Regions from separate parts of the Mus musculus genome. Here region 1 is linked to region 2. The links are chromatin contacts, called in public HiChIP or PLAC-seq maps. All regions are on one chromosome and are shown on one strand. Each heading gives the region's core, a stretch centred on a gene start, on an enhancer-like site or on the middle of the called end of the contact. The rest is flanking DNA. Distances are from core to core; before and after follow the strand shown.

Evidence for each region. HiChIP or PLAC-seq counts read pairs in DNA pulled down with a chosen protein or histone mark.
Region 1: a contact with region 2 is called in an HNF4G HiChIP or PLAC-seq map of pancreatic cancer cells. The contact joins the promoter of Tmem91 here to the promoter of Zfp575 in region 2. A contact is called at or near these places in 2 of 39 promoter capture datasets (cranial neural crest and hippocampal neurons) and 3 of 115 datasets of contacts at active chromatin or transcription factors (extraembryonic endoderm stem cells, pancreatic cancer cells and thymic regulatory T cells).

Annotation. Positions count from the first base shown.
Region 1 is chr7:25,673,533-25,676,761 of GRCm38.p6, forward strand. Tmem91 (transmembrane protein 91) reads right to left here and starts at 1,634. Exons shown (of 4, transcript NM_177102.4): 1 at 1,504-1,634; 2 at 1-128. The coding sequence starts at 102.
Region 2 is chr7:24,586,086-24,589,135 of GRCm38.p6, forward strand. Zfp575 (zinc finger protein 575) reads right to left here and starts at 1,556. Exons shown (of 4, transcript NM_001033205.3): 1 at 1,366-1,556; 2 at 1,073-1,157; 3 at 569-732; 4 at 1-53. The coding sequence starts at 644. It also overlaps a transcript of Ethe1 not described here.

The DNA.
Region 1 (3,229 bases), core at 384-2,883, 1.1 Mb after region 2:
GGGGGTTCCCAGCTCTGGCTTCTCAGACCTGGGAGCCAGGAGGTCACAGGTTATGCTTGGCAGTAAGGGTTGCTGGAGTTCCTGTATGCTGGAGTTGTCCATGGTTGTGGAGGCTGTGGTAGAGGGCCCTGGAGACAGAAGGAAGCAAATGCAAATTTCAAAAGTCTTGCCTTCATCCATCACCCTATGCCTATGGGCTCTGGACAGATGAGAGAGCTCAAAACACCTTCTCTTCACTTTACAGATAGAAAAACAGATTTTGAGAATAGAAAGGAGGTTGCCTAGTTCATACACTATTCTGGGCCCCAGGTGATCAATTCTGGGATTAGATAGATAGATAGAGATGTGTGTGTGTGTGTATATACATATACACACATAAAGGTATTTAGGGCTGGAGAAATGTCATTTAAGAGCACTGGCTACTCTTCCAGAGGGCTCAGGTTCAATTCCTAACACCCACATGGTAGCTCACAACTGTCCAGTTCCAGGGATCCAACACCCTCACACAGACATACATGCAGGCAAAACACCAATGCACATAAAATAAAAATAAATCATTTTTAAAAAGTATGTACCACTGGGCAGTTGTGGCATGCACCTTTAATCCTAGCACTTAGGAGGCAGAGGAACGCGAGTCTCTGTAAGCTCAGAACAGCCTGGTCTACAAGGCAAGTTCTAGGACAGCCAAGGACATACAGAGAAATCCTGTCTCGAGAAACCAAAAAATATGTAGTAAAAATACCTGTTGCACAATCATTGTAAACCACGTCTTACACACGTTTGTCCCATGAGTCCTCTACACACACACACACACACACACTTCCATCTCCAGGTTCACAGGTCCGCAGCCTTCCCCCTATAATGCACACATCCATCCCTCATCCCCAGTCACATATGAGCTCCACCCTAGTTCACACACCCCTAGCCCTCACTCACACTCAGTTCCCAGGGCCACTGTCACCCATCCCTTTTGAAGGTAAACCCACCCACACCCTGGCTCTGCCAAAGGTCTCCTTAAGCACATGCTGCAAAATTACAGCGACTCCCCTCAAAAACATGTCTGAGGCCGGCAGCGTTCTTACGTATCCTGTGTATCCCTGAGCCACCTTGCAGTCCTCACCGTTGTTGCATCTGAAACCGCAAACACCCTCACCATGCAGAAATCGCCACTGCTACGTTTCTCAGGTCTCATCCCTTCCATTGCACACCTGTCCAGCTCAACCGGTGTCGCACCTTGCCCCACACATCTCCCCACTGGCCGGCCTGTCGCCTTAGCTCTTCAGCATATGTACTGTTCACACTCAGCCAGAAAGATCCTTCTCATTCTATGATTCCCCCGCCCCAGGTCATTCCAAATCTAGCGCAGGTCCCCCGCCAAAGGTTCGCCTCCATCCTTTTCTCGCCCCCGCAACACCAGGACCCTGGGGGAGGAGCAATGTCCCCATCTATTCTCACCGCCCACGGTCAAGCGCCGGACATGGTTGGGTCTTGCAGGGCACCCACCTTGCCCTGCCGCCCAGAGATGGGCAAACCTGAACCCAGAGATCGGGCGTCCGGGCTACCCCGTACAGGGTCTGAATGCTGCTGAGCTGCGCTTGGGTCTCTGCGCCCCAGCCCCGCAGCGAGCTGGGGAGGAGAGAGGCGGGGCAATAGCTCCAGACTCCGCCCCTCCGCAGCGACCCGGGAGGGGGCCTCCGATTCTGGGGGTCCCAGAGCCAGCAGCTTCTCCCTTAAAGAGGCTGAAACCTGATGGTTGGAACATGGCTGGACCCCACATTACTCACCCAAAATGATGGCTCAACAATAATAATAACATCGACTACAGCTTTGTGCCTTATTCTAAGAGGTGCTTTAAATATACACAGCCACAGAACAATTCTAAGTAGCATGGTATATGGTCTTTTTTTACCCGGCAGCAAAGAGGCACAGAGAGGTGAAGTAACTGGTCTGAGAACACAGCTTGTTCAATGAGTGCGGATGCTACCCCTTGCCGGGTCCTGGTTGCATTCCCTTTAATTTGCAGATGAGGAAACTGAGGCCAGGACACTGGCTCCTGTGTTGACATAAACAAATGGGACCAGTGCCAACAGACTGTAACCCACAGCAGAATCCCCAGGGGGAGGGAAGAAGCTGAGGTAGGAAGGTTGAGCGAAGCTTCCAAGGACAGAGGCCGAGGAATGGTCTAGGATGGGATGCTATAAGCATCCTTCAGTGACGTTGGTGGTTGGTGGTGTCCAGGGTTGGGCTCTCTGCATACAGCTCCTTTGCAGGCATTCCAAGGCACTCGATGTGTGAACTTTGGACCATAGATAGTGTCATCTCTCTCTAAACCGAATTCCTTCATCTGGAAACTCGGGACATATGCCCATCCTCCTAGATGTGATAACAATTAAACATTTTTTTATGCCGAGTGTGGTGGCACACGCCTTTAATCCCAGCACTCGGGAGGCAGAGGCAGGCGGATTTCTGAGTTTGAGGCCAGCCTGGTCTACAAAGTGAGTTCCAGGACAGCCAGGGCTACACAGAGAAACCCTGTCTCCAAAAACAAAAACAAAAAAATTTTTATATTACATTTATTTCTTTTGTGTGGTGCACACATGCTATGTAGAGCAAGCATGTGTAGAAGTCAGTGGATGAATTGTAGGAGTTGGTTCTTTTCTTCCACCAGATATGTTCCTGGGATCCAACATAGATTATCAGGATTAGCAGCAAGCCCCCCTTTCCTCTGAGTCATTTCCACAGCCCGACATATGGATTTTAACTTAGATGTGACAACAAATGCCCACACATTTACCCAAAGTCTGGCAAAGTAAGCGCAGTGAACACATGTAATGTGTTTATCAATTTTATGATTTATAATACGTGTCCGTTCAACTGAAGAACGCTCCTGGCCCTCCAAGACATCCCCTCCTTCAGGAAGCCCACCCAGTTTGCACTGCCTCCCTTTCCTGCCGCCCTCCATCTGGCTAGACAGGAGGATTCCCGATGTGAGGCCGTGGAGTTCCCTAGCTCTAGGGTGCCAGGGAACTTTGCCAAGAGTCCAAACACTCAAGCTGGCACCGGCCCCACTCCCGGAGAGAGCAGATGGCGTCTGGGAGCATGCTTGGCTCAGTCTGAGTGTCTGGCACAGAGACCCACGGGAGGGATAACGCCAGGGGCAAGGGCCAGGATGGTTTTCACCAGAAGGTATTTACTAGCTCCTTCCTCTTGCTCTATTTGTCTTTTACGC
Region 2 (3,050 bases), core at 306-2,805:
CACGCTCCCAGAGGCAGCGGGCTGGTTGGGCCTCGGCAGGTCCTGGTGTGGGGCTGGGGGACAGGAGAACTGGTGGGCTTCTAGAAACAGGCACACCCTGGGTCCAGGCCAGGCTCCACCTCCCAACACTCTGTATAAAGCAGGGCCTCACCATGTAACCTTGGCTGGCCTGGAACACTCTCTGTAGACCAATTGGCCCCAAACTCACAGGGATTCCCTCTGCCTCTACCTCCTGAGCGCTGGAACTAAAGGTGTGCGCCACCACGTCGGGCCCTGTCATCTCTTAATACTAGAGGGGTATCTCAAAGTGTCCGAGGAGGCAAGTGTCACACTGGTGTCCCACTCGAGGACATTTCTGCTTGCCCTCTGACCCCACGTCCTATGAGCGCCTCAAAGAGTTGCCAAGCCAGTGCCGAAAGCTTCTAAAGTGTCCATTTCCAACACTACCCATAATCCCCCACAATCTGCTAAGGGTAGTGGTGGTGGTGGCCCCAATGGTCATTACGTTGGTTCTCCTGGGCTGTCACTCCTGGGGAATGATCCCTATGAGAACCTGGGCTGCTCTCACCTTTGGTCTCCGGGTCCTGACAGGTGGGACTAGGTTCCGAGGCCCTGACCTCGGACTTCACGCTTCCACCCAGCATCTTGCTGGCAGAGGGACCAAGGGGCAGCTGGGCAAGGGGCGAGGATGGCGCCAGTGGTTAACAAGTTCATGGAGACAGGGGTGCGGGCCTAAAATCAAAAGGCCAGTCTGTTTAGAACCAGGCTGTTGGTTAAGTCTAGTCCTAACTCAAGAGCAGAAGGCTGGAAGGTGGAGCCTAAGTACACACTAGGAGGGGATATGAAAATAAAACCAAGAGATAATCTTTTCACTGGGTGGGGTGGGGCTATCTCAGAGTGGGCGGGACCGCTAAATCTGGAGTGGGCGGGGCTATACAAAAAGAGCAGTCAGTGGCCCGGCCACCCAAGCCCAGGGGCTGGTCTTTGAGCGCAGTGGGTGTGCCCTTGGCCACCCTGTCCCAGAAGCGCTTTGGGTACAGTGGAAGGGATTCTAGTAGAAAGGGGGGCTTACCCTGTCTTTAGTCTCAGCCTACTGATGCTGTGTCGCTAAATCGCATCTCTGGCATAGAACTGGGGACTCAGAGAATTAGGGAAACCTGGAGAAAAAGACGAAAGGAAGGTGTGGCTTATAGAACCACCTAGAGACCCAGAATATAGACTTTCATGGAGGGAGTCCCAAACGTCTGGCATCGCATGCACTCCTCAAAAACCAGAGCACCGAGATCCATATCTACCCTTCGCGGAGAGATCCTAGCGGCCAGCCCCCAATCCATCTCCAGGAGACCAGGACCCAGCCCTTCTCACCTGCAGGGCGGTCCCTCCCCGGGGGTGGGGCTCCGGAACCCTCCCGTCTCAATTAAGCCTCGTGAGCTACCTTGTAGCCCTCGGACCTGCACCTCCCAGCGGGCGCTGGGACGCCGTTGGAGGAGAGAAGAGCGGGAAGGAGATTGCCGAGCCGTAGGGCCCAGCTTCACTTCCATCCCCTCCTCCCATCCGGGGCTGGAGGGGGCGTCGGCACGCATGCGCACTCTCGGCCAGCAAGAGGCTGCAGAGGGGGAAGATGTGATGGAAGGAGGGAATGACTGAACCACCCAGCTGGCAAGTTAGTGAGCAAGCGCGAAGCTATCCGCCTAAGGATCCTAGCTAGGAAAGTGCACATCTGTAAGGATGTGGTTAATCCCTCCTGTTTTCTCCTTCCTGTGATAGGGTCTCAAGTAGCCCAGGCTAGCATCAAACTCCCTACATAGCCGAGAATAGCCATGAACTGGTAGTCCTCATGTCTTCACCTCCCAAGTGCCTTGCTAAGACAGACTGCACAGGCCCGCTCCCCCACCCCTTCCCCACATTCCCACTCCGGTTTCTTTTTGTTACTGCCCCTGTTATTTTCTTTCAAATGTTAATTACATTTAGTTACTTGTTTGTCATTGTGGATGTGTTTGAGTGTGGTGGTCAGAGGACAACTTGTGGACTCTTGTGGACTCTTGTGGACTCAGTTCTCACTTTCCACCTTGTGGGTCCCAGGAATCGAACTCAGATCTTCACGCTTGGCTGCAGCTGCCTTTAACCACTGAGGTGTCTCTTTGGCCTTGCATTGAGAATTCCATGTATAGTCTGAATTCAGCCTTTGGGAGCCGTTCAAAAAGCTCAGGTCGATTCGATTCTATTCCTCCAAGCCTTTACAGAAAGTTTGGCTATTTCTTCAGAAAGGGCAAGGGGCAGTACTCAGTTGACCCCCCGAAGGCACTTGCATAGTACTTTAGGCACCCTTCACCGACATTTACCACGCCTAGCACCCCGTGCTACCTACTGCCCCTCCCTAGGTGGCCTAGGAGTGCCAGGCCAAGGGTGACATTGAGTGCTTGGCCTACTTCCAGGCAGCGACAGTACAACTTCCTGCCCAGCGCTAGTATGCCTGTGATGTGCTCATAAAAGTCCTCCGCACTCAGCCGGATAATCCATGACGTCTGGTCAACCCTGGGAGTCACGGGAGTTATTTGGTGGGGCTGAGTAACTGGTTTGCGCTGGACTCTGCCAATTTCTAGTCGTGTGACGATGAAGAAGTCACCTTACAGTTATGGGCCTCAGTGTCTTATATTATATAAGTATATTAGAGAACCAATGGAAACCGGCTTAAACATTGCTATTGTTCAGGCAGTGTTGCTTTTTTTTTTTTGACACAGGGTCTTGCTACATAGCTCTGGCTATAGAGCAGGCTGGCCTCCAAGACACAGAGGTCTGCCTGCCTCTGCCTCTGCCTCCCCAGTGCTTGAATCAGTGGTATGCACCACCAAGCCCTGCTCCAGCTAGTGCTGTTAAGCACTGAGTCTCTCTCTCAAGTTCCTTTATGAATATTTTAAAAATTACACCGTGAGTGTGGTGGCGCACGCCTTTAATCCCAGCACTCATGGGGCAGAGGCAGGCAGATCTCTGAGTTTGAGGCCAGACTGATCTACAGAGGGAGTCTCAGAATAGCCAGGGCTACACAGAGA